Linked DNA regions of Mus musculus: regions 2, 3, 4 and 5 are each linked to region 1. Evidence: chromatin contacts called from public Hi-C, HiChIP or PLAC-seq and promoter capture Hi-C data. All regions are on one chromosome and are shown on one strand. Each heading gives the region's core, a stretch centred on a gene start, on an enhancer-like site or on the middle of the called end of the contact. The rest is flanking DNA. Distances are from core to core; before and after follow the strand shown.

Region 1 (2,693 bases), core at 142-2,641:
TATGGCAGTAGAGGAATCACACACACAATATAAGAGCCTGCATTTGAACATTAGGTACTTCTTTATACTGATTGTTCACACAGTTTCATCAAGGTCCAACATAGAAACTGACAATAAAATAGAATATATAATGCATTTGATCTGAGATGAAACTGAAGAAAAAAAAAAAACAGCAAAACAGAACACTTTATTTCAGTCAGTCAGTCAGTCCAGAATGTCTAAAAAAGCACATTATCAGTTGGTTAGGGCAATAAGAGCCTCCACCACATTGCCCATGTGTTCCCTCAAGCTCCTTTCTGCTGCTGCTCGAGAGATCTCCATTTCCGTCATCTGCAAAAGGGAAAATCACGTCACCAAAGCCTCTTCTCCACTTGTTTCAGGAGCCCAAATTAGGTAGCACTTCTCTTGTGAATCCATTAAAAAATTAATACTCACTATCAACTCCAGATCTTCCTTCTTGATAGTGACCTTCGCCAGTTCCTTCTCCCTGTAAATATTTATACATTTCTTTTCATTCTCTGCCTCTGCTATAAACTCCCAGAAGGAACACTCCCAGCTACTCACTGAAAATGGGTGGAACAAGGTTTACTGAAAATAGCAAATAAACGCGCCAACTCTTTCCCCTGGAGGTTTTACAGTAAGGTATCCTGGAATCTTTCCTTCCACTAACAAAGTTGTAATCCCTAGATCTGTAGAAATTGGTTAAAGACGTAAACTTTTTTTTCCCCTGGAGAACGAGGACCTACCGGTAGTGCTGGTGGTGTGCTTTAAACTTACCGCTCTTGTTTGGCCTTTTGTTCCCTGGACCGTCTGTCTCCAATGACGGACATAGCCTGTAGAAAACACGAGTCAAGTTATCTACCACCGTGCCACGCAAATTTTCTGATCTAAAACGCAATACCAAAAATAAAAACCACGTGGTTTTCAGGTATTCACAACTACGAGTGTTCTCAGGACCAAAGGACTACGCCTAATTTCGTGCACATGAGATCTATTTAGGCCCAATCTCTATCGAATTCTTAAGCAAACAGCAGACTGGGTGGGTGCTGTCGCTTAGCCCCACCCTACTGCCAAATCCCACCATTGCTATCAGCCTTCCCGGAGCCCCAGTGAGCAGCAAACCGGTCAGTCTCACCTCTCTCCCGCCCCTCTCTCAACCCCTCATACAAGCTCCCAGCCAACTTCACCGTTTCAAGATTCGAACTCTGGATCTCCTTCTCCTCCGCATAGTCAGTAACCCGCTCTAGGTCAGCAGCACCACTGTCATGTTTCCTTGGCTTCTCGGGAGGCCGCTCCGGGCCGCTGGTCTCGGTCTCTAACTCCAACTCCACGTCTCCCTCGGTCGCCATTTCGATCTCACCGCGCCGCCGCATAGGCTGCCGCTTCACAACTTCCGGCAACCCTCACAGCTTCCGCCCAGATAAGGGGCGGGGTAGGCGTGGACCACACCTTTGTGCCTGTCTTGAGAAGCTTCAGCTAGCAAAGAGGTTCGCTTTTGACTTCCTCTCCAGCTTGTTTTCTGCAGTCTCCTTCGACTATCTGTTCACTACCCACACCACCAAGGCACATTGTTCCTAAGAGCAATCCTTTCACACATAGAGACACACACATGGAATTCTGTCCAATCAAGGTGGCTAATCCTAAACCAATTAAAAAACCTAATCCCTAGACCTGATAGGCCAACTGCTCCTAATCTCAGAATAACAGTCCGAATGATCCCGAATAGGAAGCCCGGCGAAGGCATCTTCACAAGACTATTTGCATCTATCTACCACTTCCTGGTAACCTGTATTCATTTTATGACATGTCTATGCTGCCTTAAGACGAATGATTAGGCCAGCAAAGCGACTGTCCAATGGGCGAAAATCCCGAGAAGCTGCTGTTTCTCGTCAGTTTTTCCAATACTGGATCTACATCTAACAAAAATGATGGGTGCAAAAGTTGTCACCGGCCGGAGCACCACCCAGGGTCTTGCACAGCAGCACGGTGGAGTCAGTAATGTAGTGGAAACCCCCTTCAATCAGGTGAGACATTTGGGAAGAGATAGCTAAAAAGCTAGGAGTTGGGATGAGAAACCTGGTTCTTTGCCTGGGTAATAGGTAAACATCTCATTCCACATTCCCAGCCATAGATCATTAGGAAAAAGTTAAGTGGTTCAAGAATACACCAAAGTTTAAAGTTCTTGCAATGAAAACCTTACTAGTGCTTTGTGGAAGGTAATCCTAAGAGGCTCATAACCAGACAGAAGGATGGAGGGTTTGGGAATTTGACCATTGGTTAACCCCACACCCTTTGAAAAACTCTGCATTGCTTCTATCCCCAGGCATCCTGCTGTGGACCTGTTTCTTGGACCAGTGGCTGCCACTCTCTGACAGAGTCTAGGTGTAGCCGCCTGCTCTACATCCTCCTCCACGTGGGAGCCTCAGCAATCTGCTGCCTCCTGCTTTCGAAGACAGTGGTAGAAAGGGTCTGGGGCAAAGCACATGGGGTAAGTCGGCAAGGGTTGCAATGTGAGGGAAAAAAAAAAACCTTTAAGATTTGGGACAGGGAGCAAAGGAGTCAACCTACCAGTAAAAAGTTGAGACTGTCCATAGATTGTGGCTGGCCCTGACTTTTCTCACAACCAACTCCCTGCAGATCCAGATGCCCTCAGTGCTATGTGCCCACCTGTTTGGCAGCTCGGACTGCCCAGT
Region 2 (2,693 bases), core at 78-2,577, 1.8 Mb after region 1:
TTAAAACAATAGGTAGCACATGCTTGCAATTCTATCCAAAAAGTCTTCTGATATTTTAACCTGCTGTTTTAGAATGACTTTAGCTGAAAAACAAAATGATGAATTGTAGTCTACTTTTTAATTTCCATTCTACAAGGAATGTCTACTAAATTATGATGACCCTTTCATCAGCACAGAAGATTCAAATCTGTAAACTAAAATTTCAGCCGGGCAGTGGTGGCTGCCAGCACTTGGGAGGCAGAGGCAGGTGGATTTCTGAGTTTAAGGCCAGCCTAGTCTACAAAGTGAGTTCCAGGACAGCCAGGGCTATACAGAGAAACCCTGTCTCGAAAAACCAAAAGCCACCCAACCAAACAAACAAAAAACCCTAAAATGTCTATATCTACTATTTAGCAAAAATACAGCATCTTTGCTCCTACTCTAATAGGATGACGGTAAACCCAGTGCAGTACATTTATGATGGGTAGTTTCTGTTGTTTTGGTAATTCTGGAGAAGTAGCCATCCTATTAGTTTCCCACAGAGGCTATCCCTAAGACCCACACTCTTACTTCATCTTGATAAAGACACTGTTGAAGATGACTTGCTCTGTTTTTGAAGACCAAGTCTTCCTACAGAGCCCAGGTAGAACTCAATCTGTCACTGCTCCCGAGTGCTGACTTACACCTGGGACACAGTCCCTTTAACTGCCACTTACTTTTCCATTTAATGAGGAATGAAAAGAAAACACCTGCATGTTATGAAATACTATGAGAGTGAATAGTGCCTGTTATACATAAATTTGCATTCCAACACCTAGATCATCATCTAGAACGAAGTTGTAATTTTCTCTTAAACCTGAAGTTTTAGGCATTTCTAATTTTAAATCCTTAAGGAATATGATTTTCAAGTCAGTGTAAAATAATTCAAAACAGTCCACAATGTTCAGTTTTTGCTAAATGAGCTAAAACTACATCAATTTTTTATGCAGACAATATTAGAACCAGTAATGTATATTGTTCCATTGATTCTTGTTACAAGAAATAGCACAAAAATGCACATAGTACTCTGTATCTATTGTGTTAGGAAAATGGCCTCAATCCACTTTTCCCAAACAGTGTTTGAATACTGTGGACTCCTCAACAGAAATGTGAGGTGGTTTAGAGTAAAAGGTTGCACTATCAGGGTCCCATGTGAGCCAGAGTGGCTAGGGCTGGTTTTGCCGACAGGTGTGGGTTTCTAATGTGCAACAGAGCCAAACTCTGGATTCCCTGGGGAGGTGGGCACGGACCAGAGCAAAAACTACCTAGAGTCACACTAGTGAAGCCACTGGCTTCTTGTCCTTCCACTTCCTTTTTCTCTGCCTAAGTGTGAGCCCAGCAACTGTTGCATAAGACACTGCTTTATGGGGAGGGACAAAAGACAAGGGTTAAAATGGAAGAAAAACAGAAAAAACTTAAATGCCAATTTAAAAGAGAGCTTTTTGCTAAACCTAAATGTGAAAAGGGTATTGGTTGATTTTCTTCCAACAATTTCCAAAAGAAGATACAAAGCTGCACCACACACCCACCAGCCCCCATGAGCCTGACTCAGGCCTCCAAAGGAAAATAGCCAATTAATGCAACCAGTGACCCTATGGGGAATTAGAATGCTGTACCTAAAGCCAGTGAAATGTTCAGTGGGTAAGGGAACTTGCTGCCAAGCTTAATGACTACATAGTGGGAGCAGAGACCCAACTTCTGACAGTTGTGCTGGCCTCCAACATGTGTGCTGTGACTTATGCCTGCCCACAAAAAAATTAATGAAAACACTTTTTAAAAAACAAATTTCCGGCTGAAGGTGTCCACCTGATGACCAAACACTCGGTGGAGTCCAAAGACTTCTGTTTAGTTCTGAGCACCTAAGTACAGGGAACTGTTTGTATTCCTACTACCCATGGGTAAATACTTAAAATCTGAGAATTTCAGGGAGACTCAAAGAGTTCCAATAATCATCCCAAGATTTTTTTTTTTTGGCCTCTGGAGAGTAGATCATATTTGTAGTATTTTACAATAAAATCTATAAGTCAGATATTCCTATGTTTTTGGTCTAAGCACATATATCAAATATTGTGCAATACCTACTCTCCCACAATACAGATTCTATTAAAGTATAAGGGAAGACAGGCAAGAGAAACAATACAGAATTATCTTATTCATCTTTAAGCTAGAGACTGCTCACCTGTTCCTTCAAAACCTTTATTCCCTTGTCCTGTGACTCTCAACACAGGACAAATGAAGTCTTTCATTGTCAGAGTGAAACAGTAAGGGGAGTGAGGAAAAACAGGTCAGAATTGATGTTCTGATTTTTCCTCCAGGAAGGACGAAGTAAAGGAATGAGCTAAATTTCATGATTTGTTCGGGGACTGAGGCAGTAGTGAAGGGGTAGCTCTGTTGCTACCTGTGAAAGGTGCAAGCCTCTATTTTCTTATCTGAGGAATACAGGAGTCCAGGTGATCTCTAAGATCCTTAGCATTATGGGATTTTTATATGAACTGGGTGTTTGACAGGAGGGCTCTGTATTTCTTATTCTAGATACTAACAGCCACATGAGAGGTATCTAAGAAGCCATGGTTTCTGAACTTTGGTGTTTTGTTTACTTTTTATCCTGAAGGTTGCAAGGATCAGAGAAACTGAAGAGTAAATGCAAGCTTATGTCAGTGCAAAGGCCTGGTCCA
Region 3 (2,693 bases), core at 55-2,554, 1.7 Mb after region 1:
TCCTGTAACCTTTGCTTTCCCCCTTGGAGGCCGGCAGAGGGCAGGGAGTCAGGCAACCCACAAGACCATTATTTGTGCAGTGCTAATGACCCTGGTGGGATTTTAGCCTCCTGGGTGGTTTATACCCATGGATTAGAAATTAGGAACCTTGAGGGGAGAGGCTGGGGGTGGGGCGCTGAACAAATAAATTAATTAAAAAAAAGAAATTTGCACTCTTCTACAGATAGCTGAGATCCTTTGCAAAAGATTTATTCTGGTAGGAAGATTTTGTTTTTGTTTTGAGGGGACTCATAGCAATCCTGCTGCTTCAGCCTTCCAAGTGCAGGAATTACAGGCATGAGCCACCATGCCTGGCTTAACATTAGCATTTTGAACAAAAGATAAAGGACACAATACACAAAACTATCCTTCCATGTGATTTTGCAGTTGGTGGCCTGTGGCTGAGCCACTCTGCATTGCCTGGGAATGCTAGCACTTGAATCTTCTGACATCTTTTTTTTTTTTTTTCTCTTTCAGAGACAGGGTTTCTCTGTGTACCCCTGGCTGTCTTGGCACTCACTTTGTAGACCAGGCTGGCCTCGAACTCAGAAATCTGCCTCTGCCTCCCAAGTGCTGGGATCATAGGCATGCGCCACCACCACCCGGCTTCTGACATCTTTTTAACATATCTATTAGCTTTTTGAGAGGAAGTCTCATGTAAGTCCAGGCTGGCATCCAGTTTGAAAGCAGAAGATAACACTGAACTTGGGGTCCCATCTCCACTTGGCAGGTGCTGGGTTACAAATGTGAGCAACACTGTCCACATTTTTCAACACCTTATCCAGTCATGGCAGTAAGAAATTGTCCACAGGAACAGTGTGCAACAAACTCAGAAAGTCATGATTCTGAGGTACTGGGATGTCCTGCCTCATGGTCAGAAAGGGACACAGCAATGGCAAGCAATAATGCCTTATGGGGGACAGTTTAGTCGCCATCACCCAGGAGGCAGAGGCAGGTGGATTTTTGGAGGCTCTACATACTTCCCATGTGTGATCATGCACTTAAACTAACACTGACACCAATAAAGCCATTCACTATTGATGCTATCCTGAGACCCACAAAAGCTACTGCCATGTACTAGGTGCTGTCCAGCCTATCACAAAGGTATAATGTAGAGTCAACTTTTTCTCCTACCAGGAACTCACTAGTTTGTTGGTGTGCCATAGGTGGGGACTAGAGCCCTTCAGCTCAGCAAGGCTCCTCCCAGAAGCCTGGGGACCTCGCTGTCCTCATGCTCCGCCTTTTCCTTCTATTTCCCGGGTCTGACGTGAGTGTATACAGGCCAGTTGGAAGTCGGCAGGGTAGTGGTGATAGCTCTGAGACTGCTGACACGCCTATAAACTGCAGCTAGGGAATCGAGTTCTCAACCATCATCCTTTGCTGGAACCAAGGGATTGGGCGATGGGCTGCTCCCACCGGCTGCTGCTGTGGCTGGGAGCTGCTGGTAAGTGCTGTTTGGTGGTCAGGGTACCAGCCAACCAGAGACAACTAGATTTGGGGCTGCATTAGCAACAGACCAGGTCTCAATGGTTCCTTCTAAGGTGGCCTTGTGCTTTTAGAGTACAGCAAGAAAGGTGCGGAGCACGTCCGAATCTAAGAATCAGATGGGGCCTTGGCACTACTTGGGAGGAAGCTAGAGAGAGGAGAGGTGGTGGGGTGCTGTACAACAGAGAGCGGTGCAGCCCCCAAGTCACTCCATGAGAGCTCTGGAATGATATATGTAGACATATATGTATATATATATATATATATATATGTATATATATATATATGTATATATGTAGATATATGTATATGTCATGATATATGTAGACACCTTGCAAGGCTTGGGAAACCCGGTTGGGTGGTAGGTGTCTAGCTTCAGCCTCTGTATGCACCAGCTGGGCGGCATTCGGGGTGTGGCTGGAAGCAGGGTACTGCTGAGTGGCTATCCATCTCTTATGTCTCCCCTGTCACATTCTGCATCATCTAACCCTTCTTCCTGTCACCTTTCAGGAACTATTCTTTGCTCCAACTCGGAGTTCCAGACACCTTTTCTAACACCTTCGCTTTTGCCGGTGCTGGTACTCAATTCCCAGGAGCAGAAAGTCACCCCCACACCCAGTAAATTGGAGCCAGCTTCCCTCCCAAATCCTCTAGGTGAGTTTCAGGCTCCTCCCTTTTCTTGGTTCACCATCTCCAGATCCCTAGGCCTGGAGAGGAACTTTTTCCTTCTCCCTTTGTACCTAGGCACACGGGGGCCTTGGGTGTTTAACACCTGTGGCGCCAGCGGCAGGAGCGGACCCACACAAACACAGTGCGATGGGGCATACACAGGAAGCAGCGTGATGGTGACAGTGGGGGCTGCCGGGCCGCTCAAAGGCGTGCAGCTGTGGCGGGTGCCAGACACAGGCCAGTATCTGTAAGTGCCCAGCAGGAAGAGGGTGGCAATCACCTCTTAGGCTGAGGTTCTACAGACCAGGGAAGTTATCTTAAAACATTCCGCAGAGAAGTCTAGTGTCAGTCACTTCGATTGTCTGTCCTCCTCCTAAGTTAACCATCGTCAGGACGGCCGCCCAATCAACGGTGGCTGAAGATGGGGCTGGATGATTCCAGCCATCTCCGTTAACGCTCTTGAAATACTCGTGGAACCCAACCCAAAACTCGGTTCTTCC
Region 4 (2,693 bases), core at 122-2,621, 1.6 Mb after region 1:
TTTTCAGCTAGCCACAAACATGAAAAAAATGTCGCAAAGAAAACTCTTCCAGGGTAGAGTCCCAAGGATCACGTGCAGCCAGGCGGAACCCTGTGTTCCTAAGGCTGTTCAGCCGCTTTCGGTTACCTTGGAGACTACACAACTAGTCACCCCGCCAGCCCATTTCCCAGCAGTCCTCTCGCTACTCTCCTGCACCTTAACTGCAGCAGCGTCGTGCGCAAAAAGCCAGCAAGACAGGCAGAGTTGACCAAGCACTTGGACACGCAAGCTTGGCAAGCTCAACAACACCCACAGACTGAGCATAAGTGAGCCCTAACTTCTCAAGATCCACGTGTCGGCTTCGGCGACGCGAACAAGAGTGGGTCTCCCTCAGACGGAGATTTTTCCCGTTCTACTAATCAAGCCACTCTTCAGGCACTCTTCACCCATGCCTGCTACCATCCTTTTGCCAGAGAAAAAGAGACATTCTTGGGGAACGAAAGAGAAGGCTAATGCCCTTGCGCACCTTACACTCGACTCAAAGACGTACTTGAAAATTCAACAGAAACGGGAAGTCCTATGGACAGAAAACCAGTCAGGTTACCCCAGAAAGAGAAAAAGGAACCACCACCTGTTCCCTACCTGTTTTCTCCGCCTTCGAATTAGCACTTACAAATCACAGCTCCTTTGTTTACAAAGTTCTCACTCTCATTCAACTCACTCATCGCCCCCTCATTAAATTCGGGGCCTTGCCTCAATTTGACCCGAAATTACACGCTAGGAAATGTTTGAATAGGTGTCAAAACACTGCATCCAGTTCCTTGGAGAAACAGACATTGGTTGTTTCCCTCGGAGAGTTGAAACTCAGAGAGCTGAACTCTTAAAACCTGTGCTTATTCCATCGATAACCAGGCTAGAAATCGTCACGCGGAACGTGCCATGCTGTTCAACACCCCACGCACGCGAGGGCAGGGCCGTGCCGTAGGCACTTCTCACCCCGCCCGCCTCGTGGTCTCGGTCTCCGGCGTCGATGTTCCTAGTTAGTTCTCCGAGCGACACGGAAGTGAGGTCGGGGAGGCGTGCGAGATGACATGCGCAACTCGCTCAAGGGACCAAAGGCTGCACAGCGTAAGGCCCAGCCAGGCCCAGGCGTGCGAAGCTCTCTCTGCGGAACGCTGGGCAAGCCGTTCAAATACACAAGTGGTTTAAACTCAAAAAAACTCCAATCGGGCCACTATTGAAGCGACGCCCTCCACCCAGGCCCGAGAGTTACCGTGCGGGGCGTGGCCGGCCTCACCCCGAGTCCTTCACATCCCTCTAGGGGAGGGTTATTCTGAAGGGTTCGCACACCGTGTGTCCGCTTCAGCTGAAGAGCCTGCGCACGCACCGGATGTCCACGTCACTGCGCACGCGCTCCTACCAGCTTGGAGCCGACCGCGCAGGCGCATAGGGAGGCGCGAGCAGCACCTCTTTGCCCCTCCCCCAACATCAGGAGGCCAAACAGCCCGGAGCAGCGTCAGGACCCTTGGGTTCCGCCCACGGAGCCGAAGCCGTAGCCTTTTCGCATTTTAGTAATCCAGAAAGAACTTATGAAGCTTCCAGAATCAGGAAAGGAGAGACAGGAGAGAGGTACACAATACGCTCAATCCTGTATTCGAAGCCTTCGTGAAAATTCTGAAACCACTGCCCTCCAGGCCTTTCCCAACAAGACTCTTCAGCCTTTCCCAGAGACTTCTCACCGGCCCCGCCCCTGCCGTACCCAGCCCCACCCACATGAAGCTTCATAGACCTCCTGGCTTCGCAAATCCTTCAAAAAAAAAAAAAAAAAAAAAAAAAAAACGGAGGACCTCCTGTACAAAGTGCTATGGGGTTGGAAAGTACCAGAACACTGGAAAAGCTTGAAGCAAACACCACGAAAGAAGAGTAAGCAATTTTCCAATATTCGCCAACAAAGAACACTAGGAAAATTCGAGAAAGCCTTGTTGAGCGCAGAGAATGGAAGTTTATGCCTATATTCTCAACACTGAGGCTGAAGCAGGATTGCTGCGAGTTCGAGGCTAACCTGAATTCTATAGTGAGTTCACGTTCCAGAGTAGGCTAGGCTGCCAAGACACCGTGCTGGAATGAAAAGCAAAGCAAAGAAAGGTTCTATAAAGGAAAAAGAGCTGCCACTAAATTGCCTGATACCAAGATGAAAGATGTCTTAAAAAGAAATGGTCAAGAATATTTTTGTTGTTGTTGTTGCTTCTTCAAGACAATGAAGCTTAAAAATGTAAAGAAAACATTAACCAACAATGTATATTTTTGTTGTTGTTGTTGCTTCTTCAAGACAATGAAGCTTAAAAATGTAAAGAAAACATTAACCAACAAGTATGTCAGACAATTGCCAAACTAAGTCAGAGAGCAATAATTCTCAACCAAACATCAAAAATTTTAGGTTTTTTTCTCTACCATTTACTACTTTCATGCTGCTAACCTACCAGTAAATGTTTAAAGTGAAAAGGAGTAATTACGAAATAATTAAGTAGAAAACATAAAATGCAGTCCATATTCCCAAACTTTTCACTCTCAAGAGATAATAGAAAAACTTATTTTGTGCTAAGTGACAATACAAACACTTTGAAGGAAACCAAGAATGTAAGGATGGAGCCAAGAGGAAGGACAAGGATAGCCAACAGGGTTGATCTGACTTGCTTCGTTTCACTTAGCTATTT
Region 5 (2,693 bases), core at 141-2,640, 1.2 Mb before region 1:
GACATTTGAATACATTTAAGGGCTTATGCCTGTTTTTATTCACCTTCCCTGCCTTCTCTTACTGTGACTAAGTTCTCATTCCAAAGGCTATTTCAGTTTAATATGCATGCATCAGGATTAGTTACTTCAACAAAGCAAATGACCATCCTGCTTCCCAGAACGATTTGAACCCAGGTTCTAGCTTGCATGTGACAAGTGATCTACAACTCCTGCCTGACCCAACATTCCAAAAAGGCGAGCTTTCAGGAACTTTACCTCTCTGTCAAACCTGCCCGGCCTGCGAAGCGCTGGGTCTAACTCGTCTGGCCGGTTGGTGGCTCCCACAACCACAAACTCCCTGTCCCTGTGGATGCCGTCCAGCAGCGTCAACACCTGGGCCACCACTCGGCTCTCGGGAGCTCGGTGCGGGCCGCCTCTCCGGGGACACAGGGCATCCACTTCGTCCAGGAAGAGGAGGCTGGGTCCGCGGCTGGCCAGCTCCTGGGCTCGTTGGAAGATGCGCCGCACGTTCTCCTCGGTCTCCCCGGGCCGGGAGCCCTGCAACGCCGGGGCGCTCACCGCCAGCAGCTCGGCGCCAGTCTCGCGCGCCACGGCCCGCACTAACTGGGTCTTGCCCACTCCCGGGGGGCCCGCCAGGAGCACCCCGCGGGGCACAGCCAGCCCCAGCGCGGCTAGGGCGAGCGGGTAGCGCAGCGGCAGGCGGAGCAGCTCCCGTAGGGAGTCGGCGGTCTCCGACAGACCCCCAAGGGTCACCTCCCCGGGAGGCTCGACCTGTGGCGGAGGCTTGTCACTGAGCGTGATGCGGGTATGCGGTGTGACCCACCCGCCGGGCTCTGGGTCCGGTGTCCCGCCCATCACGTGCAGAGCTGCGACAGGGCCGGGGACACCCGGCGGGGTGGTCACCACGTGTCCCCGAGACACAGGCCGGTTGCGCAGCAGCTCGTGCACTACCTCCAGCACCGCGGCGGAACTCGGGGCTCCCGCCTGGGGCCGCAGCACCGGCCACACCTCTAGGCGCCGCAGGGGCGGACAGGGCACGGGTTGCAAGCAGTCCATACCTATCCTCCCCGTGGCCACCCGGGCCCCGGGGCTAGCGCACTGCGGGTCCAGCTGCACAAAGCCATCCACCCTGTCGCGCCGCGGCCAGGCCGTGCAGAGGCAGCAGCCGCCGGCGGGCAACGAGATCCTCAGCGGCGAGCCCAGGCGCGCACCCAAGCTGCGGAAGGCGGCCGGCCCCAGGCGGCAGCGCTGGGTGTCCCGGTCCCGGGGATCCACCGGCAGCAGCTTCAAAAGTTGTCCGTCGGGGAAGGGCCCCGAGTCCGGAGCCATGACTCGGGGAACCACGCCGGGGAAAGCCCGGCAGCAATCCACCCGGCTGCCGGATGCAGGCGGCGCGCATGCGCCAAGAAGGAACAAGCCTCTGATTGACGGTCGAAAGGACTTCTGGGAAAGTGAGAAAAGCCTGGCTCTCCATAAACATCAGACGCCCGGTAGTCGGTCCAAGAGCCTCAATGAAAAGGTCTCCGCTGGCATCTGACAGACATACGGCTGCTCCATTAGGCCATAAGAGTTTTCATTTTGTGAAGTAAAAAGATTTCTTAAGGAAAAAAAGAAAACCCAAACTGCTGACAAGGTGTAACGTGCTTACAGATATAAACAAGGTGTAAATAAAATACCCGCCAAATTAATCATGATACTCGCATCTTATGAAAGATCTTTTATCCTCGTTCCAAAGACTTGGAGCGTCTAGAAATGGGAAAGAAGACATTAATAATAAGACATAATAACCATCTTCAATATGTAAAGGGATGTGTGTGAAAGCTAGCGTGCGTGTGGATAGCTGTGGTAAAGAACTGACCAGGAAACGGAAGTTTAATAGGGTGATCTTAAGAGGTTTTTCTCTGCATATTTTGACCATGGTCGCATGAAAGGTACAGCTGAGAGTCATAACTGATGCCCACTGAGGCAATTAGAGTGAACTTAACCTTTCAGATTTCAGCACTGATTTAAAACAGGGGTAGAGGCTAAGTTAGTGGGGATATGGTGTGGAGGACAGTACATGTTTTTTCGTGTTGCATAAAGAGGCTGATCCCGTTCAGGGCCAAACTATAAAGTTCTCTGACCTTGGCCAAGAAATATACAGCATCCCCACTAAAACAGCCACTCCCCTCCTTGTGTCACAAATATCAGGAAGGGATTGTGTTTCTGGGCCCTCAACTCATTCACACATTCTCAGTAAAACTATAGATTATCTTTCCCAGGCAGCCTTAACCCATCCTGCTCCTCTGAGTCAGACCATTTTCATTGTATTGTTTCAGTCATCCATACATCTGAATTCATCATACTTACAATCTTGCAGGAAACCATTCTAAGCTTGCTGTGATGGTTCATACCTATATCACAACATTTGGGAGACTAAATAAGGATTAGAACAATTTATAGTTCTACCTGGGCTACTTAGTGAGGTCTAGGCAAGCCTAAACTACAGAATGGAGAAAGGTATCGAAAGAAAGAAAGAAAGAAAGAAAGAAAGAGAGAGAGAGAGAGAGAGAGAGAGAGAGAGAGAGAGAGAGAAAGAAAGAAAGAAAGAAAGAAAGAAAGAAAGAAAGAAAGAAAGAAAGAAAGAAAGAAAGAAAGAAAGAAAGAAAGAAAGAAAGAAAGAAAGAAAGAAAAAGAAAACCTTGAAAAGAAAA

What was found. Promoter capture Hi-C pulls out the DNA fragments that hold promoters and counts their contacts. Hi-C and Micro-C count contacts between places; a contact is called where the count stands out from the background. HiChIP or PLAC-seq counts read pairs in DNA pulled down with a chosen protein or histone mark.
Region 2: a Hi-C map of B cells shows a contact between it and region 1, with 5 read pairs. The contact joins the enhancer-like site here to the promoter of Hypk in region 1. A contact is called at or near these places in 3 of 39 promoter capture datasets (liver and pre-B cells), 1 of 484 Hi-C or Micro-C datasets (B cells), 1 of 115 datasets of contacts at active chromatin or transcription factors (astrocytes) and 1 of 9 other capture datasets (liver).
Region 3: a contact with region 1 is called in a FOXA1 HiChIP or PLAC-seq map of pancreatic cancer cells. The contact joins the promoter of Ltk here to the promoter of Hypk in region 1. A contact is called at or near these places in 2 of 115 datasets of contacts at active chromatin or transcription factors (embryonic forebrain and pancreatic cancer cells).
Region 4: a promoter capture Hi-C map of neutrophils shows a contact between it and region 1, with 3 times the contacts expected there. The contact joins the promoter of Mga here to the promoter of Hypk in region 1. A contact is called at or near these places in 3 of 39 promoter capture datasets (the C10 cell line, liver and neutrophils) and 1 of 9 other capture datasets (liver).
Region 5: a promoter capture Hi-C map of pre-B cells shows a contact between it and region 1, with 8 times the contacts expected there. The contact joins the promoter of Spata5l1 here to the promoter of Hypk in region 1. A contact is called at or near these places in 2 of 39 promoter capture datasets (liver and pre-B cells) and 1 of 115 datasets of contacts at active chromatin or transcription factors (forebrain).

The regions. Positions count from the first base shown.
Region 1 is chr2:121,455,786-121,458,478 of GRCm38.p6, reverse strand. It overlaps Hypk (huntingtin interacting protein K), which reads right to left and starts at 1,391. Exons shown (of 4, transcript NM_026318.3): 1 at 1,188-1,391; 2 at 778-833; 3 at 436-487; 4 at 39-330. The coding sequence starts at 1,373. The coding sequence ends at 235. Serinc4 (serine incorporator 4) reads left to right here and starts at 1,715. Exons shown (of 12, transcript NM_001025371.2): 1 at 1,715-2,024; 2 at 2,324-2,488; 3 at 2,638-2,693. The coding sequence starts at 1,926.
Region 2 is chr2:119,697,270-119,699,962 of GRCm38.p6, reverse strand. All of the region lies in intron 2 of Rtf1 (RTF1, Paf1/RNA polymerase II complex component), which reads right to left. Among named protein-coding and RNA genes, the nearest start is that of Rtf1, 24 kb to the right of the region's middle. Within about 2 kb of position 1,327, at least 35 of the 459 cell types and tissues checked have an H3K27ac peak or open chromatin away from gene starts, as enhancers often do. A contact at or near this core is called in B cells and pre-B cells, where this site is marked.
Region 3 is chr2:119,759,042-119,761,734 of GRCm38.p6, reverse strand. Ltk (leukocyte tyrosine kinase) reads left to right here and starts at 1,304. Exons shown (of 20, transcript NM_203345.2): 1 at 1,304-1,483; 2 at 2,035-2,178; 3 at 2,269-2,440. The coding sequence starts at 1,441.
Region 4 is chr2:119,895,906-119,898,598 of GRCm38.p6, reverse strand. Mga (MAX gene associated) reads right to left here and starts at 1,371. Exons shown (of 24, transcript NM_013720.2): 1 at 1,253-1,371.
Region 5 is chr2:122,629,322-122,632,014 of GRCm38.p6, reverse strand. It overlaps Spata5l1 (spermatogenesis associated 5-like 1), which reads right to left and starts at 1,390. Exons shown (of 3, transcript NM_001033256.4): 1 at 256-1,390. The coding sequence starts at 1,329.